2 separate regions of the Hordeum vulgare genome follow, and region 2 is linked to region 1. The links are chromatin contacts, called in public Hi-C maps. All regions are on one chromosome and are shown on one strand. The core of a region is the stretch at or near the end of the contact, and the rest is flanking DNA. Distances in the headings are between cores, read along the strand shown.

The links. A called contact is a pair of places that touch in the nucleus more often than the background predicts.
Region 2: a Hi-C map of leaf shows a contact between it and region 1, with 2.9 times the contacts expected there. The contact joins the promoter of LOC123403874 here to the promoter of LOC123401561 in region 1. A contact is called at or near these places in 2 of 6 Hi-C or Micro-C datasets (leaf and seedling).

The regions. Positions count from the first base shown.
Region 1 is chr6H:551,236,407-551,242,304 of MorexV3_pseudomolecules_assembly, reverse strand. It overlaps LOC123401561, which reads right to left and starts at 2,768. Exons shown (of 3, transcript XR_006611126.1): 1 at 2,581-2,768; 2 at 1,717-2,175; 3 at 1-68.
Region 2 is chr6H:551,977,237-551,983,134 of MorexV3_pseudomolecules_assembly, reverse strand. It overlaps LOC123403874 (haloacid dehalogenase-like hydrolase domain-containing protein At2g33255), which reads left to right and starts at 3,673. Exons shown (of 5, transcript XM_045097789.1): 1 at 3,673-4,173; 2 at 4,265-4,307; 3 at 5,387-5,447; 4 at 5,876-5,898. The coding sequence starts at 3,780.

The sequences.
Region 1 (5,898 bases), core at 1,519-4,018:
ACAGGGGGTATAGAATGAGTCCTCTATGTTGATCAACTTTGACGCCCCGACTTGATCAGCAGGATCACCTGAGGTTAATCATGCACACGGTTAGTCTACCCACGTAGCATATTAGTTACTCCATTCGTTTCTAAATATAAGTTTTTTAAAAGGTTCCATTACATATCATATATGGACATATGTAAATATATTTTAGAGTGTAAATTCGTTTATTTTGCTTTCTATGTATCCTTTATGTACCTAAAAAATAGTAGTTGGGAAGAATTATACTAGAAAAAATAGTCTTTAGCGTAATACTCCCTCTGTACCTAGAGAATTATAGTTGGAAAAAACTAGTCCTCTCCAACTACAATTATTTAGATACAGAATAAATATTTAAAAAAATACTTATATTTAAAACAGCGGGAGTTGAAAAATCAAGAGTATTTTTGAACAACAATGGCATGCGTTTCATTCAAGGACGCGCCGCATGTTTGCGTTCTCGTGCGGCGGCCCGGTAGCCAAATGCTACTCACATGCAAACAGAGAAAAAGTATGGTACGCGTCTTGCTAGGCTGACAGCGCATGCATGCATGGCTCCTCGTTTATTCTATCCTAGACTGGCCATGTCGTTTTCACCGTTCGCACCTGCTTCTTTTGTCCAAAGAAACATCAAATTTCTCATTAGACAACGCATCTTATAACCACTGTCAGTGTGAAAAAATGAAGGAAGAAAAAGTGATTAATTGCCAAGCTAAAAATTGCTCAGTTTCTAGATTACAAGAAGAGCTTAGTTGACATGCTAAAATGTGCCTAGTTTCCAGATTAGAGGTGTTTACTTACCGTGCAAATGCTTAGTCTCCAAACTACCCATTCTTAGTTATCATGCTAAAAAAAATGCTTAGAAGTACTTAGTTACCATGCTAGAAGAACGCTTAATTTCCAGCTTAAAAGGTTCGTAGTCGCCAAGCTAGAAAAAGCACGTAGTTTCTAGATAAAAAGTCTTAGTTGCCATGCTAGAAAAAATACGTAGTTTCCAGCTTAAAAAGGTTCTTAGTTGCCATGGTAGAAAAGAAACCTAAGTTTCAGATTAAAAAGTTCTCAGTTGCCATGGTAGAAAAGAAACCTAAGTTTCAGATTAAAAAGCTCTCAGTTGCCATGGTAGAAAGAAACCTACTTTCCAGATTAAAAAGTTCTTAATTGCCATGTAGAAAGTAGCTTGTTTTCAGATTAAAGAGTTCTTAGTTGCCAAAAATACCTAGTTTCCAGATTAAAAAGTTTTTAGTTGCCATGCTAGAAAAATACTTAGTTTCCAGATTAAAATAAGTAGCTTGTTATTTTAATTCTACCTAATTATCGTGTTGTCTCATAAATCTCGTCATGTGATGCAGGGGTGCTTACGCGCAGCCACCAAATAGTACTTGTTTTGCTAGATTATAAAATACTTATCAGATTACAAGTACTTGGTATTCAATATGAATATTTTAGGTTGCGGACTTAGCTGCCAGATTTTAACCATATTTAGTTGTCATATTTAAATTACTTAGTTGTCATTAAATATGTTTTAGTTGCCCAAATTACAAGTACTTAGTTGTCTATTTTTGAAGCTTAGTTTCGTGCTTAGTTGTATATTTTAGATTGGAATTTATTTACTAGTCAACATTATATTTTAGAGATGTATAGAACAACGTGGATTTGTTGGAAAAAAGCACTGTCGCAAGGATTAAACATGCTTACCGCAAAAACATGATGACTGTAAAGAGCCATGCCGATGCGTACTTTGCCAAACACTGATGTTTTCTGGGGCACAGTGATCACACATTCTGTGGTAGTACGAACGTTTTCCGTGGAAAGTAGCGGTGTACTATAGCAACAGTGCGTTGAGGAGTGTGCGGTTGCGCTGGCTCACTGGTCGTGCGTGCGATACGCGCATGAGGACAAGCCGCCGCACGGTAAGCATGAAATACGGCGCGGCTAGTTAGATTTTCCCTTCATTCAAACACGGCCACGAACCTCTGCCGTCGCTCGGAAGCATGGATCCATCGGTGAGGCCGGCACCCTTTTTAGGCACGCACTTGCAAAAAGGGGCGAATCCAATGAGTATACACTCCAGTACCATGCCGTCCGGACAGCTGGTATAGAACGAGTCGTCTATCTTGATCAACTTTGACGCCCCGACTTGAGCAGTAGGATCATCTGAGGTTAATCATGCACACGGTTAGTCTACACACGTGGCATATTAGTTACTCCATTCGTTTCTGAATATAAGTTTTTTAAAAGGTTCCATTGCAGATCATATATAGACGTATATAGACATATTTTAGATTGTAAATTCATTTATTTTACTTCGTATGTATCAATTCTGAACCTAAATAATAGTAGTTATTTTGCTTCGTATGTACCAATTTTGTACCTAAGTAATAGTAGTTGGGAAGAATTATACTAGAAAAAATAGTCTTTAGTGTAATACTCCCAACTACAATTATTCAGGTACGAAAGAAGTACTTAAAAATACTTATATTTAAAAACGGTGGGAGTTGAAAAATCAAGAGTATTTTTGGACAACAATGGCATGCGTTTCATTCAAACACGGCCACCAACCTTTGCCGTCGCTTGGAAGCCGGATCTCGCCGCCGCCGGAGGAGAGGCGGCGGGCGTCCGCGGAGGTGTGGAGCTGGAGGCAGAGCATCAGCACGATGACTGTGGCAATGCACCTCTTGGTGGTGTCCATGGCTGGTTCTTCTCTCTATGATCTTGCCCAATATTGCCGTGCACCCTCTCTGGAATGACCGGGGGCATTTTATAGCCAGCAAGATCGGCCTCGCAGCACGTACTGGCTGCTAGGTATAATATGCCTGATAGATCAGTATGTGGCTGTGCCGAAAATGTGTGAATACGCGAGACCCTGATATCCATCCAGTGCCATCCCGGCCTGGACGCGTGTGTGCACCGTGCCCCATTAATTCTGATCCATCATGTCCCTATGCTGGTAGGAAGATGTCCCATTCTGACACACAAATATGTCCATGCTTAAAACGAAGCCACGAATTGCGCACATGCGGTGGAGAGACCAAACGTCACGAATTGCCCAACGATTTGGGACCCCATTTACACGTCGGTTTCGTCTTCTCTTTCCTACATGGATATATGATAAAGCCGCTTACTTTGGCCATTTTATTGTGGTTATATATAGGAGGTGTTTGGTTTCAGAAGTGTAACATAAACGTAAACGTAATGGGTTTACACCGCTAATGTAAATGGTATGGTCTAAAATCAATTCTTGTTTAGTTAACTGTTGTAACGCTAATGAATACCGACGACAAAACAGGGACCCCACGTCTAGGCAGCCAACTAGCTTCAACCCCGACTCATGAGTGGGCGCCAAGGGTTGGGGATCGGGGGCTGGAAGAGTCCCTCAACTCGCCTCGCTTTGGCTGTAAAGTAATTTGTTTACGGTGGGGGGTGGATGGAATCAGGCTAAAAAAACGCCGGGATCTGTTTACGCGGGACCTTGTTTACGGGCAGAGCCAAGCAAACAAGATTAATGGTATGAGGTTGCGACGTAATCAGGTAGCGGGTGGAAAACTGCGGACCAAACACCTCCATAGTGGTAACCAGGAAGAGTTGGAGCCTGGTGAATCACAATACACTGTCGAACTAAAAGTAGGCATTCAATTTATCATTATTGGAGAACAAAGCGCCTGCCCCTGGCTCGGCCCCTCGGAGTTGCTTTCGGAGCCTGAATATTTTTGGCTTGCAGAGTTTGAATTTTCGTGGAGGTGACAAATGCTTCCAAATTAAGCACCAAGGAAGAACAGAACCTCTTATCGGGAACAAAATCTACCTCGCTTATTCAGTCGTTGGAGCAATATCTACTCTGCTTTTATGCATAATATGATCTGAAATCTAGCAAATTAATCATCTGAGAAATAGAAAAGGAAAATATAGGACCGGAATAGGAGCTTGATGAATCACAATACGATGTCAAACTAAGTAGACCGTCGGTGACTTTTGCGCGCAAATATTACACTAAGGCCCTGTTTGGAACCACAATAGATTATGATAATCTGGATTATGAAGATAGATTATATAATCTGGTTTATAAAGATAATCTAGGTGGACATGTTTGGAGGCCAGATTATATAAATTGTAATCCAGGTTTTACATTGCATAATGACTTGCATGTCCTCTATTTTTCTTAAAAGAGGAGGGTGACGGTGGCGGGAATGTAATTATCTCCAATTTTACTTGGATAATGGGTAATCTAGGTGGACATGTTTGCAGACCAGATTATATAAACTGTAATCCAGGTTTTACATTGTATAATGACTTGTCTGTCCTCTATTTTTTTAAAGAGGAGGGTGGCAGTGATTGGAATGTAATTATCTTCAATTTTACATGGATAATGGGTCATTAGCAATCTATAATCTGATTTTAGTTCGGGTAGAGTAGATTATAAGTTTTTAGTAACTTGTCCATCTAGTTTTTATAATCTACATAATAATTTATCCTATTTGAAGACATAAAAGATTATAAAAACTAGATTATATAATCTCAATGGTTTCAAACAGGACCTAAAAGTAGGTATTCAATTTATTATTATACTAGTAAAAGGGCCCGTGCGTTGCACCGGGTGTACAAAAAAATATATGCTTAGACAGTTGGAAAAAACTACCAAAAGGGTTCGTGCGTTGCAACGGATGTATAGACAACATATTGTTAATAAAAATCTTCATGCACACCAAGCAACATTGTGTGACTTTTTTACCATTAAAAATACATTTCGATTTTTGATTTTTTTTCTCCATCTTTTCCACCAAGCTAAAAAGTTCAAAGTATCTGTGCATCAATTATTTTAATATGTATTCCTTCAGCCCCCTTAATTTCTTTTACCGTGCGCATCATTTTCCTTTTTCTATCACCTCGTGTCCGTTTTTCCTTTATTTCTTCTCTGTCACCCTTCCTTATTTCCTTTTTATTAAACCTTACAAGAAGGTATCTACACGGTCAACATAGAGTGACCGCAAGGGGTTGGGGTTGGGGGAGGCAATTAAGGGGGAAGTGGGTCATGGCCAATCAAAGAAGATACTGTGTACCTGAGTTGGTGTCCACATATAAACAGTTCAACGCCACTCCACATATAAGGTGTTGAAGGGGCAGCTCCAGAAAAGACAATCCCTGGTTTTCAGTTCTTCTGGGTTGCAGAGCACGCAGTTCGAATCCTCGGTGACATTGAATGTTATGCCTAAGAAGCATGCCAGTGGTGCTGGGTCTATCATTCTGGAGGAGCTATGCAAAGGCATTAAGCTTGCAAGTGCATTTGCAGGTCCGAATCCGCTTTATAGGTGTGAGCCTAGAGGAAAAGGAAGAATAGCCCCGTAGATGGTGCAAATGCCATTGCTTTCCTTACGTAAACATGATGGTCGAGGAGGAGCTGTTGGAGATCGTATGTTCATCAACAGCTAGAAATTGGGGGGGGGGGGGGGGAGTGCGCTTGCTTATTTGATGATTGCGTGTTTGTAAAAAGGTTGTTCTGTCATGCGGTATTAAATGCACTCTATTTGGTTTACAGTCCCGTGCGTTGCAACGGTAAACCAAAATATTACGTCGTAGCCAAATAAGTATGGCTCAATATCCTGACATATGAGCGTTCTCTATTTTTCTATTTTACCATGATGGCCCATCATATTACCACTTATTTTTTTTTGCCATCCTCGTTGATGATGGCCCCGCTGTCCATGTTATCAAATTTTGTAACATTTTATAAATGTCACACACATTTTCTTTGAATTCATGGATATGTTTTGAATACATCATCATTTTCAAAATCTTGAATGTTTTATATTGGATGAATATATTTTTCAAAATTGTGAATTCTTTTACGATATCGAAACAGTTCTTTAAAATCATCAACATTTT
Region 2 (5,898 bases), core at 2,424-4,923, 740 kb before region 1:
TTTCTTTTCCTTTTCAGATCTCAAACTCTGTGGCCCGTTTCCTGTTCCTCTACAGGTAAAATAATCGGGCATGAATCTCCAAATAGTTCGTAACATCCCACGGTAATCACCCAGCTGAACAGCGGAATCATGGCTTCTGCTAGCTACTCTAGCGCCTTCAGTGTTTCCTCGATGCACTTGGACCTGAATTATTTGACGAACACTTGACACCCGGCTGACGTCGTCCCACAGTTAGTGGTGGAGGCAGAATAATTTTTATGGTATGACCAATGCAAGCAGACATGCATACCACAACACCAAGTTTTCAAATTTCTCCAACATCAGCGTGCATATATATAGCCTGAATATGAGAAAAATTAGGTGCGGCGGAGGCCTAACCTTGCGAGATTGCTGCCTCCGTCACTGGTCCCAGTCTTGTTGTGAACGTCTTACACGGAATTCAAACCCTTTAGGGGATATAGAAAAGCAGCCTGTTTTGTGCATGATAGGACTCACGACAATGTTGCGCCGATGTTTCTGAAGGGTTGCCTTCGGAAAATCGTTACCCTTGGAGGTAATGTCATCGTTGTCCGGGTCTTCTCGTGTGCGTCTTCCACGTAATTCAAACCCTCTAGGAGGATACAGGAAACTAGCATGTTTCGTGCATGATAAGGCCGACAACAATGTTGCACCGTCCCTAAAGAGTTGCCTTCGAAAAAACTTTGTCCTTGGAGGCAACGTCACTGTTGTTCCGGTCTTCTCGTGTGTGTCTTGCGTGAAATTCGAACCTTGACGGGAGATACACGAAAGTAGCATGTTCCGTGCATGATAAGGCTGGCAACAATGTTGCACCAACGTCCCCAAAGAGTTGCCTTTGAATTTTTTTTTGCCATCGGAGGCAACGTCATCGTTTTCTTGATCTTGTAGTGTACGTATCGCATGAAATTCAAACCCTCTTGGGGGATAATGATGATGTTGCCTCTAAGGACAATAGTTTTCCAAAGGCAACATCCGAGGGACATCGTTGCGGGAGTATCCGGTCAATCCGATCATGTGCGAAACAAGCTAGTTTCCTGCAACCCGAGCAACTTTCGGCTGACGGATCAGAATTTCGCACGAGACGTACACGGGACCGGGCAAAGGTTTTGGTTGTGTCACCCGCCCACGAGCGCCTTTTTGCAAAATACTCTCTAGAAAGGAATATGAGAGCATTCAGATCACTAAAGTAGTGCCCTAAGGTGAAAGATGACTCCTCCCCGATGAAAAAAGAGGATCCCTCACGTCGCCTCCCTCCAGGGGAGACCGGGGGAGAGATCCCTTCCGCTCTAGCCGCCACCCCCTCCTCCCATCCACCTCCTCTCATCGTCCCAGAATCGGCCGTCGGGAAATCCCCGGCGCCGCCGGTGAAGGGGACGGCGGGCCCTGGAGCCTCGTGACCATGGTGCAGCGGGAGGGGCAGTGGGAGGCGCGATCTGGAGCGGTGATTAATATTGTGATGGCTGCTTTTCCTTGTGATGCATTGTCGCTCCGACGGCTTTGCGAGTATAACAATCTTGGTTAGTGGTGTCATTTGATTTGCGACGCATGGATCCCGGAATAGCGGCTCTGGTGGCGGCGGCGCCGCGACACCCCTTCCACCGGGGATGTTCGGCCAAGGAGGTGGATCTTTGTGGCGATGCATGGGGGCAATGGAACACAGTTTCTCCAGCCCCGGTTCATCACAAAAGATGTGTGTGCATGTGCTACTAGCTAAGCAACATGGCGGTGCCGGTAACCGGCTAGGAGGCGACGGGCTAGATCGATACGACATGGGGGCATGATGCCGTGATGCGTATGTTGTTGGTCCTCGTGCTCTTTTTCTCTTCATGTCAACGTCCTGCAAGATCGGTCCTCCTTGATCTAGTCATCGACGTGTTCTGGGACGGCCGTTGAAGTTCTTTCTTAGGATACCTGAATCAGTTAGATTTCGGTATACATGTCCATATCGACCTACAAGGTCATGAGAGCATGACCCAGAGCTCTTTTGGTTGATGACACCTTGGGACTTGTCGGCTTCTCGATTTTCGTGAAGACAACGCTGGAGAAGATCATGGTGACCGATATTAGAGGATCAATTAGACAACCTTGACGGCGACGAAGTCAGCTAGGTGTTAGATAACTCTTAGGAGCATAACTGATAAGTGGGGGCGGCAACATTGACATGTTTCATTTTTGATGGTACTCCTCGGGTGACAGATTGTGACTTTCAAGGTGAAAACATAAGGCCTGATCTTCATTGGTTGTGCCACGTGATTGCCTTGTTGAAGGAATTATTTTGAGAGCACGAACTTTCTACAGGGTGAAAACCTAAGATTTTTTACGGGCAATGACGACGCCTCTGCACTGTTTCCTTCTTGAGGGCGTTGCTTTTGGAGACATTTTATGTCTTCCGGGTGTTGTATTAGGTGGTGGTATGTGTGCTGCTGTTGAGAGGCGTCGATCGCTATGTCGAGACCTTTAATTTTTTACTTCCTTTTTATTTTCTCTTTTTAGTTGTGTGCATCTTGGATGTCTTTGTGACATCTTATAGAAGTAGATGATAGGTATAATTGATATCTTCGTGAAATTAATATATTCCCCCTCTCAAAGAAAAAAAAGTGCTCTAAAACCTCTTATACATATACGATATACATGAAACCTTCAAAAATTACGTGCATGAAGTAGGATTTATAAAATGCAAAGTTCTGTTGACATTCATGGACTTGATGAAATTAACAAGTGTTAATCGGGCATAACATTGCCTTAGGTATTTTAGTGTTTCAAAACATAATGGTGCATATATTTATTGGGTATGAAAATGACATGGACTTAAATTAGACATAATTAATTCATATTCATATGATGCAAGGATTAACTACTATGGTCTTACAAAATGCAACTTTGTAAGATAAGTCTGTTTATATCATGTTAGTCACTTAAATGCAAGAAGTGAATATGTTAAAGATGATTAACATGCCAAGCATATCCTTGGCGTGAAAGTACTCATTATGTAATGCAAAACTCATGTAGAATGCAAATGCATAAAGGTTATAGGTCAATGGCTATCATCATGCGAAGGTTGTAAGTTTTAACATATTATGTCAGTTATATTATGATGCACTTTTGCAACAGACTTTTTATCAAGCAAATTGATCTAAAATAGATGAAAATGTTACCATTGTGTAGAACACAAAAACATGTACACCATTCATATAAGACATATTTTCATCGAATATATGGATTAAAAGTTATAATGATTTTAATATAAAATAATGTGGCTCCTTTCAACTATGCGCCATATAATATAGTGCAACTCTTTTCAGCTAGGCGATGGACAAACATGAATAGGGTCCGGGTGTCACACTGGTCAGGTGTATCACATCTATTAGTAAGGCGCTGCATAATACTCCATTCGTTTCTAAATATTTGTCTTGTTAAAGATTCAACTACGGACTACATACGAAACAAAATAAATGAATGTACACTTTAAATTATGTCTATATACATAGATATGTACTCCGTAATGAAATTTTTAAAAACGGATGAAGTATAGTGTAGCGTCTATATGTCAGGCGTCACATAGAAGGATCATACGGATGAATCATTTTATCTATGGTTCATTTTGTGAAATTGTTTCACCCATATGTCAATTTTATTCATGTTTGCTTCATTTTACTCAAAGGTATCCAGGACGAGAGCCACACGCACCTCACGGACACTCCCGGCCGCCCACCCACCCACACGCCGGAGCGATCCGTCCGGCGGCGGAGACCGCGCCACGTATGCTCCTCCCCCGCCTGCTCCCCGCGCACCGCCTCCTCGCCGGCGGCCCCCGCCCCCTCTTCCTCCTCCCACGCCGCCGCCTCGCTCCCCGCCCCCCAGCCGCCGTCTCCATGTCCTCCTCCTCCGCGGCGACCGCCCGCCGCAGGGTCCCACTGCGGGGTGTGGTGTTCGACATGGACGGGACCCTGACGGTGCCCGTCATCGACTTCCCGGCCATGTACCGCGAGGTGCTCGGCGGGGAGGCGGCCTACGCGGCGGCTCGCGAGGCCGGCGGGGGCGCCGTCGACATCCTCCACTGCATCGAGGCCTGGGGCCCCGACGAGCAGCGCCGCGCCTACGAGGCCATCGCCCGGTTCGAGCGCGACGGCCTCGACCGCCTCCAGATCATGCCCGGTGAGCCCCTCCCGGTCGCCCCCCCCCCCCCCACCCCTTGCGTTGGATTCCGATTTCCTTATCGGGTTGTGACGTTGCTTGCGATTTGCAGGGGCCTCGGAGCTCTGCGGGTTCCTCGACGCGAGGCAGATCAGGTGGGGTTGTTTGCCCCCAAAATGTAGCTCAATTCGCATGCGTTGGATGCTCTGTTCAGTTCAGTTAGCTGTGCAGTTCACTATGAGCCCAACTGAACTTTGTTTTCAGAATTGATTTGGTGCAGGTGTAATCGCCTTTGCACCTGTTAGTACCATGGAGTTATTTAAAAGTTGATTCATGCCATGATTTGGGGATTTGCTGTATGAATATTCAACTGTCGATTGATGTACGGACCAACATTTCAGGAAGTTATAGGGGTTGTTTTTGAATGATATAAAGAGTGCTGTAGCTATATAGATTGACTGGCTGGAAATTTGATCTGCAAGTAGAACCCGTGTTATTGCAAATTAGCAATCACAATATAAAGTTATCTGCTCATACAACATTCTACCTCATTTAGAAACCTTATACTCCCTCCTTCCCAAAATAAGTGTCTCAACTTTGTACTAGCTCTAGTACAAAGTTGTACTAAGCTTGAGACACTTATTTTGGGACAGAGGGAGTATTTCCTAATGTTCAGTACGTCTTTCTCTGTCAACTTTTATGATGCAATCATGTTATTTCATGGAATTCCCATACATCGTGGAGTGGGAATTTGCATTCTATGGAGCCATAAATATTATGATTCTCCGACCGTCTTCTTAATTCCATCAATCCTAGTGATCAGGAAGAAGCACTCTAGCAGCAGGTGCCTTGCTAGTTTGTTGTTTATATATAACAGACACGTTTTTTTTTTTTTTTTAAACAGCTACACATCAGATTTGCATGTTGCTTACTACTCCCTCCATCTCATAATATAATAGCGTTTTGCAAACTGTTTTAGCTTGCAAAACGCTCTTATATTGTGGGACGGAGGGAGTAGTTTGTTGTTTACTTGTCTGTAAGTATATAACAGACACACTTACTTCTTTTGATATGTGACAGTGAGTTCATGTGTAGCATCTGTTTGTAATTGTAAAATTCTACCAGATTAATGGTACAGAAAAAACTGCAATTATTAGTGGCATCTGTATGTAGTTACTTTATCAGATTAGAGATATTTATGTTTTTACTGATTCCTAACATTGGTATTGCACAGGAGGGGTTTAATCACCCGCAATGTGAAGGATGCAGTTGATTTGTTTCACCAAAGGTTTGGTGTAAGTTGTTGCATTAAACTCATTCTGTTCATCTCGTGCTTATACTTTTAGGATGATATCCATTGTTCTTGCCCATGTATATTACTGTGATATACCTTGGGACACTCAACCCAAATCTGTGTTTATTCTGGTAATGTTCTGCAACTAGTTTCTTGTACCTTTCTGATTTCTGAACATACCTTCATGTCGAGCTCCCCAATCCTTGTGTCATGTAGAAAGGCTGAATGTTCACATTTAGCCAAATTATGAGGTTATGTTGTAACTCTGCATAATACATGTCTTTTAATATTCATGTGTTACTTTATGCTCAACCAACTAGATTTTTTGTTAGTCATATATTGGTGTGGTAAAGTGAAATAACTTTCCAGTATTCGTAATATTGCAATCATCTTCAATATGCTAATCTCACACATCTTAAACTTACGCAGATGACATTTGTGCCTGCATTAAG